Regions from separate parts of the Mus musculus genome. Here all the other regions are linked to region 1. Evidence: chromatin contacts called from public Hi-C, HiCAR-type and promoter capture Hi-C data. All regions are on one chromosome and are shown on one strand. Each heading gives the region's core, a stretch centred on a gene start, on an enhancer-like site or on the middle of the called end of the contact. The rest is flanking DNA. Distances are from core to core; before and after follow the strand shown. Region 1 holds the start of Fzd4 (frizzled class receptor 4). Region 2 holds the start of Rab38 (RAB38, member RAS oncogene family). Region 3 holds the start of 2310010J17Rik (RIKEN cDNA 2310010J17 gene). Region 4 holds the start of E230029C05Rik (RIKEN cDNA E230029C05 gene). Region 5 holds the start of Eed (embryonic ectoderm development). Region 6 holds the start of Hikeshi (heat shock protein nuclear import factor).

Region 1 (2,739 bases), core at 93-2,592:
ACATTTCACGATCTGTCCCAGATATAAACAAAAAGTGGCAGCCGAGTTATTATAGAGCATTATTCATCGGTCACTGTGCTAGATGATCTACACTACTCCGGTACTGAGAACCGCTATGTGACAGGAGAGCATGGATGGACTTCACTCAGAAACTGGCCTACTGCGTGGCCAGTTGGAGGCTCCTTTTAGTCTCAGCAAGTAACAAGTACATGGTTTGGGAAATCACCTGCTGAGAGTTCCACTGGCCAAATGGGAAGCAGAGAGAGGGTGGACCCAATACAGAGTCCTTTCTTTGTGGGTGAAGAAGAGAGAAGCTGGATTGGAACACGGGTGGGAACATCTGCCGACCCCCAGAGTGCCACGGAGAGCAAGAATGGGAACGAAAAAAGTGCAGGATGCAGGGGAAGGGTGTCCCGGGTCTGGGAAGGGGCGTCCTTGGGGCTTGTGCGCCTTCCTCGCTTCGAGTGCACAGGTCAAGCCTCTTCCCTCCCGCGCTCTTACCCTCCCAACCTTATTTAGAAACCGTGTCCCCGAGACAGGAAGGGCGGCGGGCCGAGAAGCACGGAGCGTCCCGGCCTCATTTCCTTTCGAATCCCCCTGTGGAATTTCATTTCGTACGGTGAGGAAATCGGAGCGCGAGCCCATCGGCTGCTCTGTTGCTCCGGAGCGCCTCCCCCACGGCGACTGCAGACCGGCTGCTCCCGGCGCAGGTCGCGCCGAGTGCGGGGCGGGGCCGGGGGGCGGGCGCCAGCCCCACTGGCTAGAGGTGAAATTTTCTGCGAACTGTACCAGGCACCAGCTCTAAGCCTTTCAGGCTTTATCGCTAATCCTCCCAAGTCACTTTACGGATGAGGAACCTGACGCGGAGAGGTTGGGCAATTTGCTCAAGGTCACACAGCCAGGATTTAAAGCCACAATCTGTGTAAACCCCAAATACCGTGTTCTTTGTGTTCATTATTTTGCTTGATACAGAGGTGGCCACGGGGCCGGAGGTGACAGCTGTAAGGGGAAGGACGTGAAAGGGGCATAGATGTGGGAGCACGTCTCACCTGAAAGAGAAGAGCAGGTTGGCTGGGCAGGAGCCACGGGGCTCCATCGCCGCCTGGCCACAGCGTGCAATGGATCCGGGTGGGAGGACGCCGAGCGCCGGGAAGCCAAGCGGGGCGGGGCGCCTCTGGAGCGAGCAAGGGAGAGAGGATCAAGCCGCGGGCGGGGGCCTGACCCTTACAGCAGGAGAGGAGCCCCGCCCCTTCCCGCCCCCTCTGACCAGGGGGGGCTTTCATTGGACAGTCGCGTTGTCCGTCCCGCCCCGCCCCCGCCCTGCGAACCTCCAGCGCCACAGAGCGCTGGGGCGGTGAGAACAGCGCGGCGTAGAGTGCAGGCGGGCTTCGCCGAAAAGCCGGACTCGGCCGGCGCCGAGTTCTGGGATCGCCGCCTGCAGCCATGACCCTAGCAGTCCATCCCTCGGCCCGGGCTCCGGACGTCTGATATCCCGCACATTCTCGTACAACTGCTGGAGAGGCGACTGCTGCCCCCTTGTCGCCCTTGGCGCCTTACCGCATTCCCTATCCGGAGTTGGGAGCAGCGCGGCCACCGGCGCCCCTGTGCAAACTGGGGGTGTCTGCTAGATCAGCCTCTGCCGCTGCTGCCCGCAGCTCTGGCCATGGCCTGGCCGGGCACAGGGCCGAGCAGCCGGGGGGCGCCTGGAGGCGTCGGGCTCAGGCTGGGGCTGCTGCTGCAGTTCCTCCTGCTCCTGCGGCCGACACTGGGGTTCGGGGACGAGGAGGAGCGGCGCTGCGACCCCATCCGCATCGCCATGTGCCAGAACCTCGGCTACAACGTGACCAAGATGCCCAACTTAGTGGGACACGAGCTGCAGACAGACGCCGAGCTGCAGCTGACAACTTTCACGCCGCTCATCCAGTACGGCTGCTCCAGCCAGCTGCAGGTGGGTGCCCCTACCCCCATCCCCGGAGGACTCGGTAGACAGAGACTCCCAAACTCCTTCCTTGGAATCCCTGACAGATCGAGCCTCCTGGTCCCTTCCTAACTTGAGGGTACAACTCCTGAGAAAGTGATTTCCAACCCGCACCCCACCCCCCACTTTTCTGTCCCTCTTGGAGACTGGAAGCCAAAACGTTGTGTAAGTCATCTGGCCCGCGAAAGAACCTATTCTTACACCCCGCCCTTCCGTTTTTCTCCCCTGCCCATGTCTGGCCAAGCCCCTAACCCCAGTGGAGTTGAGGGCTATCTTTGCCAAGGATTCCGGCAGCCGCTGCTTGGTGGGCGAGTCCTGGCAGGGCAGCGGGTTGCACCTAAATCTTGGAAGGAGTGATAAGGAGACAGAACTTCGCCCTTCCAGGTCGCTCATCGACCTCCCTTTTGCCTGTATTTTTGGGTGTAGGTTACCAAATAAAACATCGCTGTCTGTTTTCTGCAGAATGCCCCGCCGTCGTCCTGCACTTTTTAGAGGTCATACAGGAAAGAGTGGTTAGGTTGGCCCGAGTTCTTTCTTGTCCTTAACGTTGGAGGCAGGTTTAATTTTTGGAAGGACTGAAAAGGCTCCAGGAAGGTAGTGTGCATATTTGAAAACTTCTTTTTTCCTTTTCTTTTTTTCCCTCCTTTTCTTAACAGTCATTAAGATGTTAAAACTTTGGTAATGTGTAATGATATAGAAGTTCTTCCTACAATAATAAGTGAAAAGTAATTTGCATATATAACATAGTTATAATTTCTCTT
Region 2 (2,739 bases), core at 84-2,583, 970 kb before region 1:
CCCATAATCAACTTCCAAACGCTGACACCATTGCATACACTAGCAAGATTTTGCTATAAGGACCCAGATATGGCTGTCTCTTGTGAAACTATGCAGGGGCCTAGCAAACGCAGAAGTGGATGTTCACAGTCAGCTATTGGATGGGTCACACGGCCCCCAATGGAGGAGCTAGAGAAAGTACCCAAGGAGCTAAAGAGAACTGAAACCCTATATGTGGAACAACAATATGAACTAACCAGAACCCTGGAGCTCTTGTCTCTAGCTGCATATGTATCAAAAGATGGCCTAGTCAGCCATCACTGGAAAGAGAGGCCCTTTGGACTTGCAAACTTTATATGCCCCAGTACAGGGGAACGCCAGGGCCAAAAAGCGGGAGTGGGTGGGTAGGGGATTGGGGGGGGGGGTATGGGGGACTTTTGGGATAGCAGTGGAAATGTAAACGAGGAAAATACCTAATAAAAAAAAAACCACAATCAATCAATCAATCAATAATAAAAATAAAACCATGGCTTCCCTCCCCCCCCCAAAAAAAAAAAAGAAAAAGAAAAAGAAAAAGAAAGAAAGAAAGAAAGAAAGAAAGGAAGAAAGAAAGAAAGAAGGCGTTGAAACCGAAGAAGACCTGGATTTGAAATAGGCGTTTTCTTTACATTTCTAAAGTGGGACTCCTCACTTGTAAAAGGAAAAATAATGATACTTTTAAGACTTCCAGGATGACTAAATGGTGTGTATGAGAAGATTTATAAACATCTGCCGCTACTTACAATGATAAGACCACTTGTGTGTTGTTCAGCTTGGAGAATTTAGGATAGGAGTGGAGGCTGAAAGAAAAGTAAGCCCTTAGCATTTCCTCTCAGGTGGCCTCTACTTTAGGTCATTAACAGTTGAATAGGCGCTAAGAGATAGCATTACCACTTTATAGAAGCCCAGGCAAAAGGAGATTAAAGGGTTTGCCTAAATTCTTTCAACTCTAAGGGCCAGAGAAGACCTAAGTCTACTGCTTTGCTGTTTCTCAAGGTCTCCCCAACTTTACAACACTGTGTGGGTGGCAACAGGGCTTAATAGCCTCAGAAGACCTGGGTATTTTTCGACACTCAGTTCTCTCCCCGGCAGAACGTGGAAAACAAAATCCACATAAGTTTGTGTCATGGACGGGAGGCGAGAGAAAAATCTCTGTGAAAGGAGTAAAGCACTGTGCAAATACCAGCTTGACAGGCAGTAGCACTGGGGTCCCGGGTCCTTTAGCTTCCAGTCCCAGGAGTTGCTCTTGTCTCCTCCCACTCTGGAGTCCGCAGAGTAGGAAGGAGGATTAAACCCGGGGGAGGAGTTCCGCACCAGCTCCCTATCCTGCGCCAGCACGCCTAGCCTAAGCGCCCACATAGAGCTCCGGTCTCCGTCGGTGCCCAGCCCCGGCTGTGCTTCCCAGAGCAAGCTCCAGGCTCCGCAAGACCCGCGGGCCTCCAGGATGCAGACACCTCACAAGGAGCACCTGTACAAGCTGCTGGTGATCGGCGACCTGGGTGTGGGCAAGACCAGCATTATCAAGCGCTATGTGCACCAAAACTTCTCCTCGCACTACCGGGCCACCATTGGTGTGGACTTCGCGCTGAAGGTGCTCCACTGGGACCCAGAGACGGTGGTGCGCTTGCAGCTCTGGGACATTGCTGGTGAGCGATCAGAGCAGCGCGCAACGGGTGAGGGTGGAGTGAGCCAGTGAGGAGTTCGGGGGTGAAGGTTCGGGGAGTGGAAAATGACTTTTCAGTCGGTTCCAGTCCCGGGACCCTTGAGTGCAATCAAGCAGGAGATCCGGATCGCCTGGGCGCTCCACTCTTGGAAAGTTTGGCTTAATGGCTTGGAAACCTGATTTCAAAGAAATGGAAGTGTTTTCTTTTCTTTCTTTCCTTTTTTTTTTTTTTTTTTTTCTTTTGCTGTTGTTTCTGTTGGAGTCGTCCCCACTCTACCTGTAACTTCTAGATAACTTCGCTGGCTCTCACTGGCTGTGAGAAAGCGAACCACTTTCTCCTGGGATTCTTGGGTGCAGAGAAGGCTGTCGCCTGGACTCACAAGGAGATTGTAGTCGCATTCTTGTTTCATTCTAGTCCTTTTCTGGACACAGGTAGCCGCGACTTGGCCCAGAGTATCTCACGTGGCTTTCATCCTTCGTGTTTAGAGGGGAAGCCCCTAGGAAATTTAAGAAGGAGCAGGATTATCTTAGGAATTTAGTTTCTTTCAAATCTCACTACTATCATCTCCTTGCTTATTGGCCTCTTCAGTCAGAAAAATTTGAGATGCTAAATTTGTATACATCTAGAACGAACTATCTCTTCTCACTCCACTCCCCTCTTCCCCATCTCTCTTCCGTCTCCCTCCATCCTTGGCTATCTCTTCTTCACTTTCCATTTCAAACAGGAGACTGTGTATGTTTTTTAGGAAAACATTAAAAAAAAAACCACAAAAACAAAAACAAAACGGAGACAGGGTCCCGTCATGTAACTCTGCTAACCTATATCAAGCTGACCTTGACCTCATAGAGACCCACTTGCCTCTGCCTCCCTAGAGGCAAGGGTCGGGGTTATGGTGATGTTAATGTCGTTTGCTTTAAGATTCCTTGATTTGATCTTGGTGTATTTTTTGAGAAATCTAAAGTATGAAATCAGAGTTTGACTAACAGCTTCTACCAGCTCCTAGCCACAATAAAGACTGAGGCAGGCTATAGTTAGTGCTCAATACTGGGTCCTACCT
Region 3 (2,739 bases), core at 87-2,586, 730 kb after region 1:
AGAATAGTTTGAGAATAAAAGAAATTATAATGGATTAAAACTTGCACACACATGTGGGTCACGTGAACATGCATACATGAGTACACACCACAGACAAAAACCAACCAAACAAAAATTCCCGGTCATTCCACTGCCTGATAAACACAGGGTACCAAATTACAAATGGAATGCAGATGCACCAAAGGGAGTTTTACAGTTTTGTGAATTCTCAAGCTGGTGTGACAAGAATGAAACCTGCAGCCTTAATAAGAATTGTGAGTTCTTGCCAAAATCACCGTGCTTCAGAATGGCGTGTGAGATAGAAAGGGAATGTGAAGAGACCACAGAATTCCTCATACCACACACAATTTTAAACATCTATTAGCTTTTCATCCGTTGAGAGTTAACAGATTTAAGCGCAATATTCTAGATTTGGTTGGCAGATGGTGTACACAGATTTTGAGTACGCTCGAATCTCATTTGAAACTAGCAAGATTACATAGAACCATGATGGTAACTTAACATTCACAGAGAATTTAAAATTTATCCCTAACTCTTGAGTTAAATGTGGAGCACTAGTAACATTTAAAAAGGCTTTGTTCATAGATCTTCTGGATTTCATAGATCTAAGTCTCGGGATGTAATACTGGTCTAAAATGCCTACAGGGCAGAGTCAATATCTTTCCATGGAAATCTGGCTCACACAAGAGGAGAAAAGAGGCCAAAGGGAAGAAAGGCTAAACCAGGGGAGATCGCAGGTACTGATGTCTGACTCTGAATGGGACTTCTCCTTTTACCGAGCTGTCTCACTTCCTTCTATGGTGTGGACCTTTAATCTCGCTGGTTGTCAGCCTTGTAGGGTCAAGTTAATCACTGTTGACATCACCCTACTACTTCCCTTTTCAAATTCCACTGAAGCTATGTGTTTCCTGTCGTATTTGACACCGCAGAGAATGAATACCGGGCTGGCTTCTATCTAAATTTAGACTGGCAGGAACGTGGCGACTCTTAGTAAGTCGAGATAAACAAAACTAGGTGACGTTTCCAACACTCTCAAAGAAGACGAGGGGGTGAAAAAAAAAAAAAAAGCCCCAAAGCCCTGTTACTAAAAGGGAGAGCGGGGTGCATTTGAAGAGGCCTGTGTGTAGGCTCAGAAAGAGACTGGCTGGAGCCGTTTTCTTTAAGGCAGGAGGAGGGCCGTGGGGTCGGCGCCAAATTGAGCGAGGCGAAGCCCCGGAGCCCAGGCACCTCCAGTTCGGGGTGAAAACTACGCACAGGCAGCAGCTGCCTCACCTCTTTGTCAAGCCCACGGCGTCAGCCTCTGACACGAGGGCGGGCGTCCTCGCCTCCGGGGTGAAAGAGGGGCGCAGCGGGCCGCCCCTCCCCCCCGCCCCCCTACGACACGCGGGGCCCTGCCTCGGGCGACCTGTTGGCAGGGCGCGTCACGTGACGCGGCGGGCCGCGCCGTCCCCCGCGGGCGGGCCTCCTGTTGCGCCCGCCGGGCGGGTTCCACCACGTAGCGCGCGGGCGCCGCCCCGCTCTTCCCTCGCCGGAGCGAGGGAGGGGGGCGCGCCGGAGAGGAAAGGGAAGGGAGAAGGGGCGGGAGGAAGCGAGCAGGGGGCGGAACCCGAGTCACGTGACCTAGGGGCAGCCCGGAAAGCTCCGAGGAGGAGCCTGGCGCCGCCATTTTCCTGCAGCTGCCTGGCCCTCTTACCCGGTCGGGCTCCAGCTGACCAGGGAAGGGGTGGGCCGAGGCTGAGGCGCGGGACCCGGGAGTGGCCCCGACTTGGTGTGGGAGCCCGCCGGGGGAACACGCGAGCCGGGGCTCTCGGAGCGGGTGGCGGCGCGCGGCCCTGAGCCCCGCCCCAGGCCGGCAGGCGGGCGGGGAGCCGGTGGGGGTAGGGGGTGCGGTGGGGGGTGGGGACCCTCGGGCGCTTGGGGGTCCCAGGCCCCGCCGGCTGCGGAGCGGAAGGGGTGGCGGACGAGCCGCAGAGATGTCTGGCCAGAGCCTGACGGACCGAATCACCGCGGCCCAGCACAGTGTCACTGGCTCCGCGGTATCTAAGACAGTATGCAAGGCCACGACCCACGAGATCATGGGCCCCAAGAAAAAGCACCTGGACTGTGAGTGAAGACCCCCCGCATCCTCTCCCGACCCCTCTCCATCGTCCTCCTCTCTCTCTTGGGCTGCCTCTTCCCTCCCTGCGTCTTATCTGCACGATGGCTCCTGTGCCTGGTCGAGCTGTGTGTTCTTTTCTGCTCCCATCACACCTGCCTTTAACGGCCTCTGCTCTTCTCTCAAAAGAGAGAAAAAAAATGTGACAATCCATTGCGCCCCCAGAGATCCCCTGAGACCCTCGCCTCCTAGCCCCCGGCACCACCAAGCCCATCGCGCTCCACCAACTTGCCTCCCACCCAGCTCCTCACTCAGACTCCTCTCCCAGCTACTGCAGCCCCTTTTGCCCTTCCATCCCACCCGTCCCGTACCTCCTAGCAGCCGTCCGCTCAGTGATTCCCCGGCTAATGTCTCCAGGACTCAGGCTCACCGCCCCATTGTTCCATTAGCTTTTTAAAATTCCCTTTCCTTTCTTTTTTTTTTTTTTTTTTTTTTTCGTATTTCCGTACTAACTCTGCTTGGTGGGACCAGATTTCTGTCACTTCTCAGCTCTTGAAGTGTTTTTCCCCTCCTCCCATTTCTTTGTGGTTTCCTTTTCTACCTTTCTATCTACCTTTTCGGTCATCTTTGCCATTCTAGCTTCC
Region 4 (2,739 bases), core at 86-2,585, 620 kb after region 1:
GGTGTAAAATACACACACACACACACACACACACACACACACACATATATGTATATATATATATATATATATTTTTTTTTTTTTTTTTTTTTTTTTTTTGAGCCAGAGGCTTGCTAAGTCACCCAGGCTTGCCTCAAACTCACTATGTCACTCATGCTGACATGGAAATTTTGGAGATCCTCTTGCCTGTCTCCCTAGTGCTGGGATTACCAACATGTCCCAGCAGTGCTGGCTCAATGGGTAGATGCCCTCTTCTTTCTTGGTGCTGGAGTTTGTGCCACCAAGCCTGGCTGATAAAGCTATTTTTAAGAAACCAAAGCATGCGGGGTACAGGGTCAGGCAGATCTCTGTGAGTTTGAGACTAGTCTAGTCTACAAAGCAAGTTCTAGGACAGCCAGGGCTACACAGAGAAACCCTGTCTCACAAACCAAAAAGAAAGACAGACAGACATACACACAGACAGAAAAGAAAGGAAGAAAGAAAGGAAGAAAGAAAAACACAACCTGGCTGTTGCTTTGAATGCATCTGTATTATTATTGTTGTTATTGTTATTATTATTATTATTTGTAAAATAATGAAGGCTGAAAGCGACTGAACATCAGGTGAGATATAAGAGCAGTGCATAAAATTTGGAGTTCAGAAACCTGGTTCCGTTCCTCATCTTTTTCTTTTTCTTTTTTTTTTTTTTTTTTTTTGGTTTTTCGAGACAGGGTTTCTCTGTATAGCCCTGGCTGTCCTGGAACTCACTTTGTAGACCAGGCTGGCCTCGAACTCAAGAGATTCACCTGCCTCTGCCTCCCGAGTGCTGGGATTAAAGGCGTGCGCCACCACGCCCGGCTTCCTCATCTTTTTCAAAAGAAATATTTTTATATTTATTTGTATGCAAAGGTGCATGCATGCCATAGCATGCCTGTTGAGGTCAGAGAACAAAGTTCAGAAGTTCATGATGCAGGTCCCAAGCATCAAACTCAGGTCATTAGGCTTAGCAAGCACCTTTATCCACGGACCCATCTCACCCGTTCACCGTTCCTCTTGCCACTGCTCACTGACCGTTTCATACTATTTTCCCATTTGCAAAGCAGGAAAATTAGCTCTACCTTACATGGGTGCTTCTGGGCACAGAATGTTTAATGGGCTCATTTTCTTGTCTTTTAGGGTTGTTTAAGCCTGAGGTTAAAACAGCATGGTGATAAAGTCCACTAATGTATGAAAGGGATTTGAAAGTTAAGTCTTCTATAGAAGATAAGCTAACATGGGTCTCAGTCACGGCTGTGTATCAGGAAGTAAAACCAGCCGAGCCTTGACCTTTAAAAGGAAGCACTACCCCTTTGTCCAAGTGCCTTATAACATGTCTTTATAACTGGCTGTGTAAGAATGAAGAAAAGCTGTCCATCTTCTGAGAAGGTATGCTGCTTATAAAGGGAATGTGCAGGTTTGGGTTGGGGGACTGGGAAGGAGGCTGACATAAAGGATCAAAGGTGTGTGGTGCCAAGTTACCATAGCAACGTGTTCTGCTGCTCCGCGCGGCTTGCAGTCTTGGGCTTGCCCCCAGATGGATGAGGCGCTTGGCAAACGCCAGAACCAAGCTTCTCTGCATGAAATTATTTTCTCCATATGCAGCTAAGAGAGGCAGATACCCTTTCCCACAAATGATGTGCAAAAGGAAGAGCCTGGGTTTTTACAAAGCAACTTCCTCTCCTTTCTTAGAATGAGACCAGAGAGTCCACGTCTCCCTCCAATGCCTGGGATGTGAAGTACTCAGTAGATAGCTGGGTCAGGAGCAAATGATCAGAATTTACGCAGACGGCCAGAGTGGCAGGGAGCATCATGGCTTATTGGCAAGAAGCGGCTCCTAAATTATATCAAGGACTCTCGGAAAGGAGAACTCAATTCACACGGCACACACTTCACTGTCTGTTGCAAGCCACACAGTGTGTTTATGTCTGGATCTGGCCTTTATTAAATTTCTTCAGCCTGTGGCACATTCCCCTCAGATATTGTGTTTATTATTCAGACAGGGCAGGGAGCTGCTCCCCACCCGTGCCCCTCAATCTTCTGTCCTGCACATATCTCAGATGTTGTAGGGACAGCGTGTGACAATGTCTGCTTAGTGGACATTCCGTTCTCAACCTTTCCGAGATCCTGATGGAAAAGGGGGCCTGCCCTGGCCAGCATCTGGGCACGTCATCTTTTCCTTATAAAGAGCAGAGACAACCTTCCTGGAGCCGGGGCAGCTGTTTTTGTAATCAGTCTCGTAGGATTGAAAAGCATCGCTTCAACCCAGGAGTGGGGCTCTCAGTTCTACCTCTGGGGACGGTGTTGAGGGGGTCTCATTGCTCACGAAACCTCTGTCTGCTTCTCCTTCTCTACAATAGTCTTGCATTTTTGGCACATCCTCTGGGACTCTGCTTTCCTGGAAGACATTTTCTTTCTGTAACTCCTCTGCCGCTTCATCAAACCTCTCGCCAAAGTGGGGAAGAGAATCATCCCCCACCCCGCAGATTATGTGAACTGCCTCAGCCTGCAAGTGGCCAACATGCTGGCAGTACCAGGAACTCTCCCCAGTTAATCCCCACAGTGGCTCTGGGAGGCGAATATTTTTCATTCCTGTTTTATCTTTGAGGAATCAGGTCTTAGGGAGATCATATTAGCAGTCCCTGGCTGGGCTATTATTTAAGTGCAGGTTCTGAGTATACACATACAGCTAAAATAGCCAAAAGCAGCAGGCTCAGTCATTAA
Region 5 (2,739 bases), core at 148-2,647, 580 kb after region 1:
CTACCCTATCAGAATATAAGTATCTAATTATTAGAACACGTGTCTAGTACTCTTTACAACGCTTGCATAGTATTTTTTTTTTTTTTTTTTTTTTTTTTTTTTTTTTACGGGGCGGCATTTCTCTAAGCACCGACTTCCCTTAATCTTCACACTTGGCTCAAGTACAGAATTTACCACGGTGGCCTGAAATCTTCCAATCCCTTTACATTAAGCAAAAACTTTCAAACTGTTCCCTCCTTTGCCTTAATCAAAGGTGGCTCCCCCTCTACGATCTTCTCGATTCTACTCCTTCCACAAAAAAGTCGACACGAAGGCACACCGCACTTCCATGGAAAGGGGCATACATAACCGCACGGTCACGTAAACCCAAGCCAGAGATCTATACTTTCCATCCTGAAGATCCCGTAGTGCTCTACAGTGACACAGCCCCTCGGATCCTTACGAGGACCCTTCGTACCAACTTTCCTGGGGAAAACTGAACCTCTTACCTCGAGCATGCCTTTTAAACCAGTAAGTACAATCTCAGATTCGCAATCAGCGTCAAGCCCCCAAAGGCACAAACTCCGTCTCCCACGCAGGGACGATCTGAGCGGACCTCGCAGACCCTTTGGGACCTTTAATCCGCTCCTCGACAACTTTCTGCTTGCTATCTGCCGCAGTCCCAGCTCGAAAGCCCCAGCCAAACCGGACTTCCCCGCACGCCTGCGTTCTCCTGAGCGCGGGTGACACCTTTCCCTCCCCCCACGGCCGCCCGCCCGCCGGCCCCGACCGCAGTTACCAAAGAACCTGAAACTTCTACTCCACAGTCCCGGGACAGGCGGGGCTGCACTCACATTTTCGTCTCCCGAGAGGTCCGGGTTGCTGTTCTCGTCGCTGCTCAACTTCTGCTTCTTGGCCGCGGGCATGTCTGTTCCCGCCGGCGCAGTCGACACTTCCCTCTCGGACATGTTCCTCCGCCTCCCTCCAGGTTCTTGCCGCCTCGGGCGGGGCCTCCGCCACACCGCCGTCAAGCACGCCCGGCCCGAGCCTGCCGCAAAGCTGCCGGCGCCGCCACCGCCGCCGCCCCCCCCACTGTCGCAAATCGCGCCCAGCCGCCGAGGCGGGCGTGCGTGCGACCCCGCCACACTGCTGAAAAAGGGGCGCGCACGCGCGCGCCCTCCCGCACGGCTTCCCGGCTGCTTCCCGTCCCTTGGTCCGGGCGGGCGGTTTTCCCGCCGCCCTCTCGACACTTTGCACCGAGGCGTCGGATCTGCTGGCTCAGAGGGCAGGGGTTTCCTACGTCCCCCTTCCCCACCAGCGCCTAGAGACGAGGCGGAACTCAAAGGGCTGCTCCCTCACCCCCTTCCTGGCCAAGACGTTTCATCCGCAATTGGCTCAATCCTTCGATCTCCGACCCGCTGCAAACGAACGAAAGTCTGTGGCCTGGATCGGCCCACCACTGCTCCCGAGGGAGGGGGGAGGAAAGAGAAGTCACCTCTTGTTTTAGGGGGTCTGTGTCTACGGTCCCTGATGCGGAGCTCGGGAGAACAACTTCGAGTTAGTGTTTACGGAACTTCTCACAGCCTAGATTCTTTTTTTGAAGGGAGAGATTCAAAATCTATAGGCTGTTCCCTGCTCGCCTCCCCCATCGGGCACATGGACGGGTCCCACCTGCAGGTGCGCATGCGCTGAGGCGTATTCTCGCGCTGGGTTACGGAGACGACAGGCCGCCTCCTGGCCCCTCCTCCCCTCGGTTCTGTCTGCTGAACCAGGTAGTCTTTCCACCGGTTTCTGAAGCTTCGGGGAGGATTTCAAAACGGTACCAAATCAGTGCCTACGGACACGCCTCCGTTCTGGGCAGATATTTTATCTAATAAATACTTATTACAATGATTGGTTATATTCAACCGGTTGGTGCCACTATTGGCTTAAGTAAGCCTGTATTTTAAATTACATATTTAGACTTAAGTAAAAATACCTTGTGATGCATGATACATTCTAGTAATCCAACATCGGAAGGGCAACAACGGAAGTACTGCCTGCTCGCCTCAATCTTTAGATCATCCTGGTCGACATAGCAAGTTCCGAGCCAATCAAGGCTATTTACTAAAAACCTGTTTGAAAAAAAATTTTTTTAATTGTATGGATCGGACAGAGTATGGGGGCATGCCTTTTATTCCAGCACTAGGGTGTCAGAGGCAGGTCGATTGCAGTGTGTTAGAGCTACACACTGGTTTGGTCTACACGAGGAGTTCCAGGACAGCCTGGGCTTCGTTATAGACCCTCTTTCCAAAAATAAATAAATAAAAATTACATGGTTCTGAATTGTCATAATTCATAGTCTTAAGTGTTCGTTTTAGCTGTTGAAAGCTGAGGCTCTAGGAAACTGACAAGACCTATAAGTCACTGTGAGCAACTGCATGAGTTTGTGAGACTTAGGTAAAAGGCAATTTTTTAATATAGGGAAAGGTAACTAAATTTGCCCGTATCATTAAAAACTCTTTAATTTTTCATTTTTAGATTAAAAAAAATGTGTGTATGAGTGTGTGTATGTCTGTGCCCCACATGTCTGTACTGGTACACAAAGTCAGAGGATGTTGGATCCCTGGGACTGGAGTCACTAACGTTTGCGAGCCAGCCTGTAGCCAGTCTGTAGCCAGCCTGTAGCCAGCCTGTAGCCAGCCTTAACCACTGAGCCAGCTCACTTGTCCCCTCAGGTACAATCTTGACAGACAAATAATAAATTTGTGAGCCTTGTGG
Region 6 (2,739 bases), core at 63-2,562, 540 kb after region 1:
TTCTCAAATTGTTTCTTTCATCTTCCAAACCCCAGAGCTCCTACTGGGACATTCCAAAAGCTATTGACCAGGGTTAGCACTACCTCACCTCCACAGGAGCCTCCCATTCACTGCAGACAGAAGTCCATGGTTTCTTGGAACCACGTGTTTTTCTTAAGAGCAGCGTGTATAGAATACATTATCAAAAGCTGGTGAAAACGGAGGCGTGGAGCTCTCGCTTACCACACGTGAGGCACAATTTAACAAAGAGGTTGCAGTATTTAACAAAACAAGGAGAAACAAAACAAGAATAGCTCTAAAGAGAAAGGAGTCACGTCTCAAGACGGATACATCGCTGGTTTCTAAAGAGCAAACAAGATTCACTCTGGTTACTCCTCAACCACTCCCGCACTCATTTCATTTCATTTCATTCTAAGGCTCTGGCTAAGCAAGGGCATCTCTCTGACCAAAAAGAAAGCATTGTACTCGAATCCTTTAGTTATCACAGGTACGGCTCACACCTAAATTTCAGTCATTTCTATTAAGCAACTTGCAATTATTGTATTTTAAACTGGGTCGGTAAACTTCTGAAAGGGGGGGGGGGGCCTTCCAAAGACACCAAAAAGGAAAAACAAAACAAAACACCTTCATTGTCCGGAAAATTGAATTTTTCCGAAAACCACTTAGCTTTAGATTACAAATCTCAGCTTTACTTCTAAGTAGCATTATCAATTTACAAGAGTAATTACTACACTATCTACTGAGTGTACGTTCCTGAACAGCAAAGAGAGAAAGACTAGCTCACGAGTTACCACGGTTACGGCGAAATGCCGTACAGAAGGCTGAAATTAACAAGTAACTACAGCACTCAACCCAGCAGGTGGAACAAAATCCGCACTCAACAAAATGCAGTCACATCCTGACAGCCTCGCAAACACAGCTAAGAGTGGGGCCAGCGTCCCATTGCCCGTCCGTCGCACACGCCCAGGAAAAAAAGCACAATGACCAGGTTTCCCCGCGTTCCAAGCGCCGTGCACCGTGCCACCACCCAGCTCTCAGTCACCGACCCCTTCCTGCCACCGCCCGGGCCATCCTCACCAGCCTCCCCGCCACCAGGCAGCCAAACATGGCAGCGCCCTCGGCGCCTCTGCTAGGCCAGCGGGCACCTCAGGCCGGACACCAGGAATTCCGCAGCCACTGTCCTAATTGAACTCAAGAACCTTCCAGAATTTGCAGGAAGGAACGTGACCCTCCACTACATAACAACACAGGAACGCATCTGGGCCGGCGACCTCTGACCCTTCCTTCCTAACTTGCACGCCTCTCCGGAACGAGTACTTCCGGGTCATTACACCCATTTCCTCCTTCTAAGGTAGTAAGGAGGAGCTGGTATCGCGCTAAGACTACAAATCCCATAGTGCAGTGCGCCAGCCTCCCAGAGGGCGAGCCGGGAGAATTTGAAAGTTACTACTGATAGTACATGATTTCCGTGCCTGTGTGAGTCAAAGTTTCTAAAGGTGGTGCTGGGAGAAGACCTTTCTGGCGGTTGTGTAACATTTTAGGAGTAACAATACGCCTTTGCCAGAATCGTTTCACCCAGCCTCTCCTTTCAAAAGCTTAATGGGATAAATATTATCTCCGTTTTATACGGAGGGCAATTGGTTCGGCATAACCTGCCCGGAAGCTTGAAAAATTGATTTTTGGAGCGTAAATTCAAGTTGCAACCAACTTACTGCATTCTTCCTGACAAACATTATATCAAAAATGTTAATATATTTTTATCTCATTTTTATGGCAGTGTCTTATTACCTAGCCCAGGTAGACCTCGAACTTGTGCACTCCTTTCTCAGCCTCCAATTGCTGGAATTATAGGCGTGGACCACTAAAGCTATAGAGGTCCAGAAGTCCTTTTCCCCACTAAATACTAGTTTTAACACGTAGTTGTGTTCTTGCTTATATTTCTTGTAGTGCTTCACTTGTGCTTCCTCCCCGCCCCAACTAATGTGCTGTACAACTGTAGGCAAGCTATATAACAGCTTCATCAGTCAATCATCTGCAAACTGAGACAAATAGACCTATTGGGTTGCTGGAAGGATTAAATGATGAATTAATTGATAACTGCCACTAAGAATAGGGTCTGGTGCTGCTTAGGGAGTTTTGTTGTAAAAATGCCTTTTAAAAAAAATAATAATCTAAGTTTTCTCACTTTGGGGAGTTGTTTTCCAAGACAGGGTTTCTCGATGTAGCCTGAGCTGTTCTGGAACTCACTCTAGACCAGACTGGCATCAAACTCAGATCTGCTTCCCTCTACCTGCTAAATGCTACAATTAAAAGTATCTGATACTAGCTGGGCGTGGTGGCGCACACCTTTAATCCCACACATGGGAGGCAGAGGCAGGCAGATTTCTGAGTTCGAGGCCAGCCTGGTCTACAAAGTGAGTTCCAGGACAGCCAAGGCTACACGGAGAAACCCTGTCTCAAAAAGCCAAAAAATAAAAAAGTGTGTGACACTGCTGCTCATCTTTTGGGATTGGTGTTTGTTTGTTTGTTTTTATTCATTTATTTGTCTCTCTGTTTGTTTGTTTTTTAAATAGACAAGGTTTTGCATAATTTAGACTAGCCTGGACCGTGCTGTGTAGTCGAGGATAATACTGGATTCCTGATCCTTCTCCTCCACCTCCCGAGGGCTGGCATTACACACACACACAGCCCCATAACTGACTGACTTGTCCTTTGAGTTCTGGATGCATTTCCAGAAAA

Evidence for each region. Promoter capture Hi-C pulls out the DNA fragments that hold promoters and counts their contacts. A called contact is a pair of places that touch in the nucleus more often than the background predicts. HiCAR-type assays count read pairs that join an accessible place to other places.
Region 2: a contact with region 1 is called in a promoter capture Hi-C map of neural stem cells. The contact joins the promoter of Rab38 here to the promoter of Fzd4 in region 1. A contact is called at or near these places in 2 of 39 promoter capture datasets (embryonic stem cells and neural stem cells).
Region 3: a Hi-C map of cardiomyocytes shows a contact between it and region 1, with 5 times the contacts expected there. The contact joins the promoter of 2310010J17Rik here to the promoter of Fzd4 in region 1. A contact is called at or near these places in 3 of 39 promoter capture datasets (liver and pre-B cells), 4 of 484 Hi-C or Micro-C datasets (LSK cells, cardiomyocytes, cerebral cortex and 1 more) and 2 of 115 datasets of contacts at active chromatin or transcription factors (astrocytes and neural progenitor cells).
Region 4: a contact with region 1 is called in a promoter capture Hi-C map of liver, with 3 times the contacts expected there. The contact joins the promoter of E230029C05Rik here to the promoter of Fzd4 in region 1. A contact is called at or near these places in 2 of 39 promoter capture datasets (liver and pre-B cells), 1 of 484 Hi-C or Micro-C datasets (embryonic stem cells), 1 of 115 datasets of contacts at active chromatin or transcription factors (pancreatic cancer cells) and 1 of 9 other capture datasets (liver).
Region 5: a Hi-C map of uterus shows a contact between it and region 1, with 4 times the contacts expected there. The contact joins the promoter of Eed here to the promoter of Fzd4 in region 1. A contact is called at or near these places in 5 of 484 Hi-C or Micro-C datasets (the HL-1 cell line, cardiomyocytes, embryonic stem cells and 1 more), 4 of 115 datasets of contacts at active chromatin or transcription factors (astrocytes, stem cell-derived neural progenitor cells and trophoblast stem cells) and 2 of 9 other capture datasets (adipose tissue and liver).
Region 6: a contact with region 1 is called in a HiCAR-type map of embryonic stem cells, with 4 times the contacts expected there. The contact joins the promoter of Hikeshi here to the promoter of Fzd4 in region 1. A contact is called at or near these places in 2 of 39 promoter capture datasets (liver and pre-B cells), 1 of 484 Hi-C or Micro-C datasets (embryonic stem cells), 4 of 115 datasets of contacts at active chromatin or transcription factors (embryonic stem cells, extraembryonic endoderm stem cells, fibro-adipogenic progenitors and 1 more) and 1 of 9 other capture datasets (adipose tissue).

The regions. Positions count from the first base shown.
Region 1 is chr7:89,403,024-89,405,762 of GRCm38.p6, forward strand. It overlaps Fzd4 (frizzled class receptor 4), which reads left to right and starts at 1,343. Exons shown (of 2, transcript NM_008055.4): 1 at 1,343-1,948. The coding sequence starts at 1,664. It also overlaps a transcript of Tmem135 not described here.
Region 2 is chr7:88,428,940-88,431,678 of GRCm38.p6, forward strand. It overlaps Rab38 (RAB38, member RAS oncogene family), which reads left to right and starts at 1,334. Exons shown (of 3, transcript NM_028238.7): 1 at 1,334-1,664. The coding sequence starts at 1,463.
Region 3 is chr7:90,128,600-90,131,338 of GRCm38.p6, forward strand. It overlaps 2310010J17Rik (RIKEN cDNA 2310010J17 gene), which reads right to left and starts at 1,337. Exons shown (of 3, transcript NR_046007.1): 1 at 1,273-1,337. Picalm (phosphatidylinositol binding clathrin assembly protein) reads left to right here and starts at 1,614. Exons shown (of 20, transcript NM_001360867.1): 1 at 1,614-2,103. The coding sequence starts at 1,974.
Region 4 is chr7:90,027,824-90,030,562 of GRCm38.p6, forward strand. E230029C05Rik (RIKEN cDNA E230029C05 gene) reads left to right here and starts at 1,336. Exons shown (of 6, transcript NR_110365.1): 1 at 1,336-1,404.
Region 5 is chr7:89,979,579-89,982,317 of GRCm38.p6, forward strand. It overlaps Eed (embryonic ectoderm development), which reads right to left and starts at 1,398. Exons shown (of 12, transcript NM_021876.3): 1 at 834-1,398. The coding sequence starts at 947. RefSeq lists a promoter at 1,234-2,739, an enhancer at 1,657-1,693 and cis regulatory regions at 1,665-1,672, 1,868-1,875.
Region 6 is chr7:89,939,892-89,942,630 of GRCm38.p6, forward strand. It overlaps Hikeshi (heat shock protein nuclear import factor), which reads right to left and starts at 1,313. Exons shown (of 5, transcript NM_026304.3): 1 at 1,078-1,313. The coding sequence starts at 1,107.